2 separate regions of the Ovis aries genome follow, and region 2 is linked to region 1. A link is a contact called in public Hi-C data. All regions are on one chromosome and are shown on one strand. The core of a region is the stretch at or near the end of the contact, and the rest is flanking DNA. Distances in the headings are between cores, read along the strand shown.

The links. A called contact is a pair of places that touch in the nucleus more often than the background predicts.
Region 2: a Hi-C map of liver shows a contact between it and region 1, with 5 times the contacts expected there. The contact joins the promoter of PTPN23 here to the promoter of ELP6 in region 1. A contact is called at or near these places in 13 of 16 Hi-C or Micro-C datasets (blood, hypothalamus, liver and 6 more).

Annotation. Positions count from the first base shown.
Region 1 is chr19:52,147,411-52,153,939 of ARS-UI_Ramb_v3.0, reverse strand. It overlaps ELP6 (elongator acetyltransferase complex subunit 6), which reads right to left and starts at 3,126. Exons shown (of 7, transcript XM_012100136.5): 1 at 2,965-3,126; 2 at 946-1,024. The coding sequence starts at 3,018.
Region 2 is chr19:52,287,296-52,293,824 of ARS-UI_Ramb_v3.0, reverse strand. PTPN23 (protein tyrosine phosphatase non-receptor type 23) reads left to right here and starts at 3,172. Exons shown (of 23, transcript XM_042236320.2): 1 at 3,172-3,350. The coding sequence starts at 3,267.

The DNA.
Region 1 (6,529 bases), core at 1,877-4,376:
CCTCTGGAAACCAAAGAACTGAGGCAGATCTAGAGAACCCATGCCTTGCAACCTGACATACTCAATTTGATGTGAAGAGGTACTTTTTTCATATCAATAATTATACCTTATATTAATAACCATATCTTATTTCATTGATTCTGAGATGTACTTTACCTGTGAGATGTATCACTAGGAACCTTAGTTTGTTCCCCTGAAAATACATTACAGTTTTAAAAACACTGTATTTTTCTAACTACTTGTTGGTTACAGAGATACAACTGAATTTTTAAACCAGTCTAATACGCAAGAGCATATAAGAAGAACACAAAGAAACTCTAGCTACTTTATGAACTTAATTAACAACTTATCTGTAGATGCTCTTGCTCTGTATAAGCTGACAATAACATCATCTAGAAAGGAAAATCACTTTCAAAGCTGTAAATTATTACAACTCAGAGTGCCAAAGGTCAACCTTGTATTCTGGCCTGGCTCAGTGGGGACTCAAGGAGAACCAGTAAGTCCTTTTTTTTCATTTGGCTGTTTTCTTCTTCTAATCGATTTCCGTATGTGAACTGCAGAGCTGTTTTTTTCCCCCCTCTGTTCCTTAGGAAGCATCTATTGCCAGGGCAAAGTGTTAATGGGTTGAGTGCCTAGAGACTTCAACTACCCAAGGACCAAGGATCAATTAAATGAAGAGGCCACACAAGGCCCTAAGGGAGTCAGTGCCTGCACAGGTGGTGGAGAAATGGAAGGCAATACTGGATATAGTGAATACATGGCAGACTCTGGCATAATAGGGGTGGGAACAAGATGGTCCAGTAATCCCATGAACTAACATATAACCATCTGGTTACCCAAACACCAAAGGCCTGACTAGTTAATACTATTTCTAGTGCTACCTGAAACAGGCCTCTTCCTCCCCGACCCCCCAGCCTTGGGTTTTCTTTTATGATAGTCTTATACCTTTGAGATAGAAGGAGAGAAAGTGGTGCACAAGGAAACTGCCATCTGTCTTGGCATCACAGAGTAGAGTCAGCTTCCCCTACAAGTTAAGAAGAACACAAAAAGATGTATTAGACTCCCTGGAAAGAGTTCAACTGAGTGTCAAAATCTGGTGGATTGTGTCTACTCTTAAATCTCTATACCTGGACACTCATGTGTGTGTTTGTTTAACCAGAAAAAGAAGAAAATAAGTAAAAATTATAGAAAAACCAACAATGAAAGTGATCTGTATCAAACGTACTCATTTTGGGGAAGCATATCTCAAGCTATCATCTTCCCCAGGCAATGGAGAATAAAATCCCTTCGTTTCCTCACTCCTCTCCAGTCTTGCTGCTGCTGCTGCTAAGTCACTTCAGTCGTGTCCAACTCTGTGCAACCCCATAGACGGCAGCCCACCAGGCTCCTCCGTCCCTGGGATTCTCCAGGCAAGAACACTGGAGTGGGTTGCCATTTCCTTCTCCAGTGCACGAAAGTGAAAAGTGAAAGTAAAGTCGCTCAGTCGTGTCCAACTCTTCGCGACCCCATGGACTGCAGCCTACCAGGCACCTCCGTCCATAGGATTTTCCAAGCAAGAATACTGGAGTGGGTTGCCATTGAGAGAATTAAATCCTGAATAAAGTAAGATTTTATCATCAGAACCCAACAAAAATCACTGACTGTCCAGATTGCAAGGGGTCTTCTAAAAGGTCATCTAATCCAATGTCCTCCCTAACTCTAATCCTCATGCCAATTCTGTCCCATAGGCAGGGGAGGAGAAAGCAGTCATTCCAAGAGACAGCCAGGATCAAAGTCCTCCTCCCAGTGGCCTTGGAAACTACGTCAGGCAGAGCTCTCATTGTGGAGAGCCCTGGAGAGACCTCTAAAGATGGCCTTTGCGGGATCTGGCTGTCCTGCCTTTGCAGGGTCTGGCTGTCCTGCTCCAGTCACCCTTTGTTCCTTGTCAATGATAGGGAAGGTCATCTCTCTGTTGTCCTGATATTTTTTCCTCTCATAAAACATGAAAGATTACACTAGCAGACTCTGGGGTTACCCCTGGCGCTGTCATTTCCTGGTGCCCACTTCTATCCCTCACTGTGGCCCTCAGTTTGGACTTTGGAGGTGCTAGTAGTAACTGGCAATGTAAGCAGCGCCATCTGGAGGCTTGGGCAGAGAAAAACTGCAGGGCAATTAAAATGCACAAGGATTTACTGAAAACTATTCGCCTGGGACTATGGAGTAACACAAAGGCTTTTCCATTTCATCAGAAAGACAGGAGTTATGAAATAAATCACCTATGTCTCTAGGAGAGGCAACCCTCGGGCTAACGAATGAACGTTTTTTAGATGCTCCAGACCGTGGTAAGGAGAGAGCGACGAAAACAGCAGGGAGGCTGTGGTGCCAAAGGCGTGCTGTGCAATCAAACATTGGCTGCGAGCAACTCAGAGAGCACTGTTCAAAAACATGGGGAGGAAGACGAGCAGAAGCATTCGCTGAAACCTGCCAAGTGTTCCCAGGACAGAGGAGGCCGTTAAGAAGAGGTCGTTAAGAAGTTGCTCCCTTGTGATGGGGAGGGCGGGGGGACGGGGGGGCGGGGACAGAAGAGACTGGCGGGCTACAGTCCACGGGGTCACAAAGAGTCGGACACGACAGAGCGACTAAACCACCCCCACCAACCTCTGTTTGGGCGCTGGGACTCCCACCACGCTGAACACGCACAAGGGTCGCCTATACACTCAAGTCAACTCAAACTAATAACATGCTTCCTGTGGTCTTTCAAGGGCGCATGCGACCTTCGAAAACCCACAGGATGCCTATCTTGCGCGGGCCTAAGTGTCTAGCCTAGCCTCGGGGTCGGGTCCTCTGCAGACTACAACTCCCAAGCGCCCCCGGGCCACGGACGTCACGTGATTTCCCACGGGTCCGCGCGCGCTTCATCCGGGTGTGCGGTCTTGCGCCGCGCTCCCAGAATCCAACCTCCTCCTCGACCTTGCGACCTCTTACCTGCTCCGCCCCTTCAGGGGTGGTGTTGAGAAGGTTATTGAGTTCTGGGAACATTCCGAGCTCCAGAACGCATGGGGGCCCCGGATGGGAAGATGGGCTGTCACGGATAGAGCGGAGGCTGGAGGGCAAAACCCACCACACAGGAACACGCGGGAGGAGTGCGCATGCGCAATTCCTCTGGCCGCAGCCAATGAAACGCGCGGATCGGTTGCACTCGGCGCATGCGCAGAGACGCGCACAAGGCCGGGGACCCTGGACCCTGAGCTGTGCGGGCTTCTTACCTGCATTCCACTCCCAGAGAGCTTCCCACGACCAAGCCATGAGGAGGTCGGATCTCTTCTTCCTTCCCTCAACCGCGCGTTCTTCTCATCCCAGAGCCTCCTGTCAAGCTCCTGCGGTGTGCCTCACACTACTAAACGCTTTGGCTGCAATGGGCGAACCAGACAGGCAAAGACGCCCGCTCTCGCACAAAGCAGAAAACAGACGTAATAAACATGGAATAATACATTGAAAATTTCTTTGTAGGGGGGAAAATGAAGCTGGATAAAGGAATAACGGTGAGATGGGGGTAGGTTTTGGATAAGACGGGTTATCAGAGTAGGGTCACTGACCAAGTAGGGTTGGAACACGCCCTGCATGATTCTCTTTGAGGTTTTTGCACTATTTCCCCTCCCTGGGCTGCGGCCGTTAAAAACAAACAAACAAACAAAAAACACGCCACTTCTTTCAGGTCTTTGTTCACATGTCAGTTTATCAGCGAGGCCTTCCCTAAGCCTCCATGGAACAAGAGATCAATTGCCAATTTTCCGCTGGATCATCGAAAAAGCAAGAGAGTTCCAGAAAAACATCTATTTCTGCTTTATTGACTACACCAAAGGCTTTGACTGTGTGGATCACAATAAACTGGAAAATTCTGAAAGAGATGGAATACCACACCACCTGACCTGCCTCTTGAGAAATCTGAATGCAGGTCAGGAAGCAACAGTTAGAACTGGACATGGAACAACAGACTGATTCCAAATAGGAAAAGGAGTACATCAAGGTGTATATTGTACATCAAGGTGTATATTGTCACCCTGCTTATTTAATTTATACGTAGAGTACATCATGAGAAACGCTGGGTTGGATGAAGCACAAGCTAGAATCAAGATTGCTAGGAGAAATATCAATAACCTCACATATACAGATATGCAGATTACACAACCCTTATGGCAGACAGTGAAGAAGAACTAAAGAGCCTCTTGATGAAAGTGAAAGAGCAGAGCAAAAAAGTTGGCTTAAAGCTCAACATTCAGAAAATGAAGATCATGGCATCTGGTCCCATCACTTCATGGCAAATAGATGGGGAAACAGCAGAAACAGTGAGAGACTTTATTTTTGGGGGCTCCAAAATCACTGCAGATGGTGATTGCAGCCATGAAATTAAAAGATGCTTACTCCTTGGAAGGAAACTTATCACCAACCTAGACAACATATTAAAAAGCAGAGACATTACTTTGCTGACAAAGGTCCATCTAGTCAAAGCTATGGTTTTTCCAGTGGTCATGTATGGATGTGAGAGTTGGACCATAAAGAAAGCTGAGTGCTGAAGAATTGATGCTTTTGACCTGTGGTGTTGGAGAAGAATCTTGAGAGTCCCTTGGGCTGCAAGGAGATCCAACCAGTCCATCCTAAAGGAGATCAGTCCTGAGTATTCATTGGAAGGACTGATGTTGAAGCTGAAGCTCTAATACTTTGGCTACCTCATGTGAAGAGCTGACTCATTTGAAAAGACCCTGATGGTAGGAAAGATTGAAGGCGGGAGGAGAAGGGGACGACAGAGGATGAGATGGCTGGATGGCATCACCAACTCAATGGGCATGAGTTTGGGTAAATTCCAGGAGTTGATGATGGACAGGGAGGCCTGGTGTTGTACAGTCCATGGGGTCGCAAAGAGTTGGACACAACTGAGCAACTGAACTGAACTGAAGTTCCCTAAGCATCCTATTTAAGTTCTTAACTGTCCCTTCCCCAGCAATTCTTGTCCTTTTCCCTCACCCCTCTTTTATTTTTCTCCATATTATTTATATCTGGAGCTAGTGAAGGACAGGGAAACCTGGTGTGCTGCAGTCCATGGGGTTGCAAAGAGTTGAACAAGACTGGGCAACTAAACAAGACAAGAGTTATCAGAGTGAGGCACGAGGAAGTGCTGCCCCCTTGTGAACACACCGCAGAACAACTTGACAACCAAGCAGCTTAATCTGCAACAAGGCGGGGGTGCTCAGTCGTGTCCACCTCTTTGTGATCCCCGTGGACTATAGCCCGCCAGGCCTCTTTCTTTAGAATTTTCCAGGCAGGAATAGTGGAGAAGGTTGCCATCTCTTCCTCCAGGGGATTTTCCTGACCCCAGGGATAGAGCCCGCGTCTCCCACACATCTCCCGCATTTCCAGCTTTGCAGGTGGATTCTTTACTGAGCCACCAGGACAGTCCACTGCAGTTGAAGGGCACTTCATATTCACAAAGCCTGCAGGCTGTAAAGGACGCCTGCCCTCAAGAAATGTAAAAAGGCAGGGAATCGATAAAGAATTCAAAAGAGGGCAGACTTAGGACTTCCCTTGCGGTCCAGAGGTTAAGAATTTGCCTTCCAATGCACTGGACACCTGGTCGATCCCTGGTCCAGGAACTAAGATCCCACATTGCCATGGGGCTACTAAGCCTGCTCTAAGACCTGACATAGCCAAACAAATAAATGTTTAAAAAAAACAGAGCTGACTTTCAAGAATCCAATTGCCAGAGGGAAACTACACTCACGCTGTTTAATACAAAAGCACAGGATAACATGCTCCACATTGCTAATTATTTAAGAAATGTAAGTGAAATTGACAACTGGGTGTCTTCTCCAACCAGATAGAAATGGCCACCTGCAAAAATCTACAAAAATCAATATGAGAGGGGCATGGAGAAAAGGAAATCGTCCCTCCTGCACCTGTGTGGGAATGTAAATAGCTGATAAGGTGCTATGGAAGCGCCATAGGAAAGGAAAACCAGAACTACATTAAGAACCTGCAGTTCCACTTCCGGGCCTATTTGGATGAAACCATCATTCGAAAAGTCACATGTACTCCAAGGAGCATTGCAGCACTATTTACAATACGAGGACAGGGAAGTCACCAAAACGCCCAATGACACAGGAATGGAGAAAGGAGATATGGCCCATATTTACAATGCAATATTACTCATAGAAAAGAGTGAAATTATGTCATTTGCAGCAACAACGATGGACCTAGACATGATCATACAAAGTTAACGAAGAGAAAAAGAAACATCGTATGTTACCATTTATGTGTGAATTTGAAAATCTGATAAAATTTAACTGATTTACAAGTAGGAACAGACTGACAGCCCTAGAAAACAAACTTATGATTACCCAGCGGCAAAGGGGAGTGAGGAGCAGTGAGTTAGAACGTTGGCATTCACAGATACACACATATGTGTGTGTGTGTGTATACATATATATATATACATATACATATATCGACAGGGAAGCCTGGCAGTGCTGCAGTCCATGCAGTCACAAAGAGTCAG
Region 2 (6,529 bases), core at 1,923-4,422, 140 kb before region 1:
TGGTGGCTTTTATTTAAGGCTGTGATAAGTCAGTTGCAGCTGAGACCATTAGCAAGCACGGAGCTCTTAACCCTCCAGTCTCTGACAGAGGGACTCAGTTTTGCAGAGAGACCCTGATTACAGGGCTGGTTAGTGGAAGTGCCAGGATTCCAACCCTGGGTCCCAGGGTCGTGTCCTCCACCGTGCCGCTCTGCCTTCAGCCTGGGGGCTGCGTGTCTTATTCCCTGCATGCTGGGAGCTGAGCTGCAGAGGGTGAGGGCAGGATTCCACGTGTCCAGCAGGAGGTTTCTCCAAGACCCACCCAGCTTGTGACTGGACCCTGGGGCCTGAGGTTGGAGCAGGGCATGGGTGAGGCTCTGGAGGGCAGCTGGGGGTGCAGGGAGCAGGAAGTGGACACTCCAGGGAAATGTTTACCACCTGCTGGAGCTATGAGATCCCATTTGAGTGACCGTTTCCACTGCACATTCTGCTGGCCAGAACCACAGACAGCTGAGACCCCTGACTCCTCCTGAATGACCCCATGGCTTCCATGCCTCCTTGAAAAGATGGTTGGAGCAAAAAACTTTCACAAGGTCTGAAATAATGAAGAAAGAAGCCTGGTAGGATATTGGGCAAGCTCTGCCCTTCACGGGCCTCAGCTTTCTCCTGGCTGTAACAGGGTGGTCAGGAAGGGGACACAGATTTCAGAAACTCTTAGCCCTTGCCCAAGTGACCTGTGCAAGTCCAATAGGGTGTGGAGAAAGCGGCTGTGGCCACATTGGTCCCCCGGGGACACACATCTGATGTTCTACAACCAGCAATCTGGATACAAGCTGCCCCAGAGACACAGAGACTTAGGAAGACTGTGGCCTCAGTCCCACAGGTTGACCTTAGTCCTGAGCTAGCAGGTTTATACCCCCTGCCCTGCTCCACCCCCCACCAGGGGGTGCCACCCAGCCTCCAGGCTCTCACTGGCAAGGCCAGAGTGTCTCAAAGTTCTGCCCCATGTGGCGCGCTCACAGCCTGGCACCAAGCAGTTGGGAGGGTGTGTCTGGGACATCCCGAAGGCTGTCTACCCTGAGGCTCTCCCTGGCAACGCCTGAATGAGGACATTTGTCCTCGGCAAGGGAGGAACGAATCCCCCATTGCCCTCCTTCCACTCACAGACACCCCAAGAAGTAAACCTGGTTCTGAGCAAAACAAAACATGTCCCTAATTTCCAATTCCAATCTACGGGGCTTTGGTGTCCCAGGATTGCAACTGCTTCGTTACAACCCTGTGGCCTTGCTGCCATCTGCTGGCCAAGTAACTTGGGTGCTCGGGAGAGGTTCGGTTTCGTGACTGGGCCTCAGAGATCCCCAACCTTCTTCATATTAGCAAATCTGTCTTCTTGGAACCTTTTCTGTAGGGAGAAAGTAACCAATGCCTCAAGGGCTCCTAGAGGGCTCTGGACACTCTGGAGGGAGGAGCAGCTACTTCTTCGCTGCTCTTTCTGAACCAGGGGAGCAGGGGGCCACCTCCGCAAGCGCCAGGAACACGGATGTTGGCCGAGACAGAAGAGACACAATGGCATTCTTCTGCCTCTGGCCTCTAGCCTGCCAGGTCTGAGACCAGGAGAGCTCCCATCTTCCCTTCACCCTTCTCCTCTCCCTTCCCTGGCCACAGGAGACCTCTCCTCTGACCTTCCCTCAGAGGCTCCATGGCGTTTGGGACAGCTTCTTTCCCCTCTCCTTGCCTCAGTTTCCCCACCTGTAATGCAGTGATTCTGGATTCGCATCTAAGAAAGGTGGCCCCAGGGGAGGGCTCCATGCTTCCTGTTTGGGTGGCTGTGACCCTTCTTTCTGGACACACCTTCTGGTGTTCCCTGGGCAGGAGTTGTTCAGATGTCCTGAATACCCTGTATTCACACACCCAGCAATTCCACTGCTGGGGCACAGGGGACATAGAGAGTTGTCAACTGAAAAAAGAAAGAACAACCTAAAAGTTGAGAATTCTGTTTTATTCAGAAGCCTTAGTGAAGACTTAAGCCTGCGATGTAGTCTCTCAGCTCGGAGGGACTGTTCTAAAGATGTAAGGGAGGAGCCAGAATGTATGAGAGTTTTTTTTTTTTTTTTTTTTGCTGAGGAAAAAATGTGCAGTTGGTCATCCAAGGGCTTCCCAGGTGGCACAGTATTAAAGAATCCACCTGCCAATGCAGGAGATGTAAGAGACATGGGTTCAGTCCCTGGGCTGGGAAGATTCTCCTGGAGTGGGAAGTGACAACTCACTCCAGTATTCCTGCCTAGAAAATTTCAGAGGCAGAGGAGCCTAGTGGGCTACAGTCCATGGTTGCAAACGTCCTCGCTCATTTCCTTCCTTCTACTTTTGCCCCAACAAACCATTCTCCATTTTACGTGTTTTTAAAGCTAGGTAATATATACATGATTTTAAAATCCTTGCTCTACAGGTCATCTCTTCAGAGCTAATAACTGTTCTCTGCTCCCTGGTCCCCTTCCAGACTGAAAGGCATTCCCGAGGCTGTATATAGTCATCCCCACCCCCATCGCTCTAGGCCTCTCTCTCTCTCTTTTTTCCCCTTACGCTTTACACTTCGTTTACCAGTTCTCTCCCCATCATCAAAAACGGACTTGGCCGTCTCTTAGGCAGTGCCCGGTCTTACAGGCTCAGCCGAGCGTGCCAGTCTCCAACCAGTCACTCCTCTGTTCCAAAACTCGACACCTGGGGTGCCACGCCTTTGCTTGTTAGCCCTGTCTCCTTGGCCAGGCAGCCCCTACTCCAAGGCTGTTTTTAAGTCACTGCTTCTGGGGGTGGCCCGCCACCACGTTATCTCTACCAGAGCATCTGACCCCATCTACCAAGGCCCTCGACACTACTTAGGGTCTACAAGTCTATGGCTACGTTCTCTAATGTCCTTCCCCTGAGTGGGGAGAGCCTGGAGCCCGAGCCAGGTCCCTGCGGTCTACTTTGCCCAGGAAGAAGAAACCAGTTACCTCCCTGCTTAGCAATTAGATGCAGATAGACTACGACTCCCAGAAACCCTTTCGCCTCGGGCTGGAGGTTTGCCCTCTACACGTGCCCGCGTGCAAGAAACTGAGCATGCGCAGCGGGAAATGAGCATGCGCAAAAGCCTACAGAGGAGGGGACAGCCTCTCCCAGCAGGCAGTAGGGGCATTTTTTTCATCCCCGCGTGACAAGTGACTTCCGGCGTGGAGGGGCGGGGTGCGTGGCTGAGCCTGCAGCTGCGAAAGCTTGGGGGGCGGCCGGGAGGCCGGCGGGTGCCTGAGGCCATGGAGGCCGTGCCCCGCATGCCCATGATCTGGCTGGACCTGAAAGAGGCCGGTGACTTCCACTTTCAGCCAGCCGTAAAGAAGGTGAGGGCCGCTCCTGCTCCCCGCCCCCTCCCCTTTCCTCCCGCGTCTCTCCGTCCGCCTGCGCGTGACGCCCCCTGCGCGTCTATCATCTCCCCAGGCCCTGTCGCAGGGGCCGGTGAGGCCAGGAGGGGCCTCCACTGGCTTTCCTTCGCCTGGCGCACCCCCATCGCACCTTGTCTGACCCCTGCGCGCTCGAAGAGCGTCTCCGTCCCCTCCCCCCGACCCCGCCAGCCCCGGGTAGCCCCCGCTGTCTGATCGGAACCTGCTTTCCGATTCCGTCCCCCGGCCCTCCGCGATCCCCGCCGAGGCACCTCACTTCCTCGGTGTGACGCTTTGAACCTAGGTCTGCTCCTCCCCTCATCCACGCCAGCACCGCCCTGGGAGAATCGGTGGGTGGCCCTCCGTAACCGTCAGGGTGGAAAGGCTGTGCCTGGCCTTCGTTGTGCTGTCCGTCTACGACCGGACTGGGACGGACGCCGAGGATGGCTCAGGATGTGTTTTAAGGCCCCGGCCAGCCTGACCTCTGCGGTTGGAGTCGCTCTAACACTTGGTGCAATTCTGTCTGGTCTCAGAAGAAGAACCGTAATCTGGAGCCCCTTTGGACCGAAAGATCCAACTTTTAGGGGAGCGTTACTGCTTTCGCGACTGCGCAGAGGGGATAAATAGCATTGTAGCTTCCAGAGCGACCCAAGCAGTCCTTTGTTTACTCTTCATTTGGATGGAAGAGACAGGCAGTTTTGGCTTTGAGGGAGGCAAGGGATCGCTGTGGGGAGATCAGGTGTGGCTGGTACAAAGCAGGACCAGGTGTGTCGACTGGGCATCAGGTACCCTGTGAGACATCTGCCTTGGGAAGGACTGTCTGGTACCGTTGAAGGACAGAGCAGAAGTGAAAAGGAACAACCAGGAGGCAATGTGGCTGCTGCCTGAATATTGACGGAGCCCCAGTGAGTAAGGTGGTGGAGAAGAAAAAAAATAGAAGAAAGAAAATGGGTCGGGGAAGAAGTTTTCCAAGAAGCTCTCCCTTTCTCGGTTCACACTGCCGCTGCCTTCCTTCACACACTAACAGTTTGTATTCCTTTGAGTCCATCATTTAATCTCTTTGGGCATCTTTTTCCTCATTTGTAAAACCAGAAAATTAGATTAAAAAAAAAAAAATTGGCTGAGCTTCCCAGCTTATGGGATCTTAGTTCCCTGACCAGGAATCAAACCCCAGGCCTCAATGGACCAATGGAGACATCCAATAAATTAGGTTAATTGATCTAAAGTTCCAGAATTTTACTTCTTTCCCAAAGTTTGGTCTCCTTTCCATCTACTGTTTTAATTCCAAGATGTATATCAAATTAAGAACAGAAGCTAAACACTCCCATCATCCATGGGGGGGGGAAAGAATGCACAGAGGAATGAGACCATGTTAGTACCAGAGAAAGTGAAACAAAATCTTTACCCTGGGAAGTTTGGCTCAGAGTTCTAGAACTGCCATTGCTGATCTCTGGTTTCCATTTTTCTACTGCAAAAGAATGCCAGGATCTGGTGATCTCATCTACCCCTGGTTGCTCAGCTGGTAAAGAATCCCCCTGCAATGTGGGAGACCTGGGTTCGATCCCTGGATTGGGAAGATCCCCTGGCGAGGGGAAAAGCTACCCGCTCCAGTATTCTGGGCTGGAGAATCGCAGGGACTGTATAGTCCGTGGGGTCACAAAGAGTTGGACATGACTGAGTGACTTTCACTTTCATCTGCCTACAGAATTCTGGGCCATTGGTTTCTTGGTAAAAGGGCAGAGTAATGTCACAGAAATAGACACTGGAATCAGGCCAACTTTGGTTTAGGTCCCACCTTTTCGACTTAATAGCTGAGTGACGTCAGCTGTTACAGATGATTACCTCACTAATCTGGGCCTCATTTTTCTCACCTGTAACAGAACTAATACTATGCTTGTAAGCTTATGAGCATCAAGAGTTAACGCAGGGACTTTGCTGGTGGTCCAGTGGTTAAGAATCTGCCTGCCAATGCAGGGGACATGGGTCTGATCGTGGTGCAGGAAGATTCCACATGCTTTGGGACAGCTAAGCCCGTGTGCCACAGCTACTGAGCCTGGGCTCTAGGGCCCACGTGGTGCAACTATTGGAGCCCTGGGCCCAGAGCCTGTGCTCTGCGACAGGAGACGCCGCCACAATGAGAAGCCTACGCATTGTAGCAGAGCAGTTACAAAAAGCCGGAGCACAGCAGCAAAGACCTAATGCAGCCAAAAATAAAATAAAAGAGAAAAACAAGATATACTTAAAAAAAAAGAGTTAATGCATTTGAGTCCCCAGTACAGGCCTTGGCATATTGTAAACAACACTTTCAGCTTAGCATCCTCTTTCTCTGTTTAGGAAATAGCTCAAGTCCTATGACAGCTCTGTGAGTTAGAGCGGGTAATTGTTGCTCAGTAGGTAAGTCTTGTTCAGCTCTTTTCAACCCCATGGACTGCAGCACGCCAGGCTTCCCTGTCCTTCGCCATCTCCCAGAACTTGCTCAAACTCATGTCCATTGAGTCGGTGATGCCATCCAGCCTTCTCTTCCTGTCGCCCCTTTTCCTCCTGCCCTCAGTCTTTCCCAGGATCACGGTCTTTTCCAGCTAGTCGACCCTTCATATCAAGTGGCCAAAGTATTGGAGCTTCAGCATCAGTCCTTGCAATGAATATTCAGGATTGACTGGTTTGATCTTCTTGCTGTCCAGGGGACTCACAAGAGTCTTCACCACAATTCAAAAGCAGCTACTATGAACACCATATTACAGGTGCAAAACCAAGCCCTGGTCTCATAGCAACCTAGGGTCACAGCCAGGACTTCCTCTGTTTTGGTGTTTGTCTTTGGAAAAAGTCTTTCCAGCCTGTGTATTTGTAACTTATAACTTCTTTCCCTGCTTTTTCCTCCCAGTGGCTCTGAACCCTGGACATGCTTTCAACATGACACTGTTCACAGGTCTCATTGTTTGCTCAGGAAAAAAGAAGCCCAGCTTCTCCAAAGCCTCTGCTCCATTGACTCACCTTGTGGCCAGAGATTTGTTTTCACTTCCCTTTTTTTTGGTGTTTTATGAGAACTGTGTTTAAAAAATAGAAATGGATTGGTCTGATGTGTGGTCAAGAATATGGGCTCTGGAGCCCAGACCCCGGGTTTCCAGTTGGTGCTCTGTTGG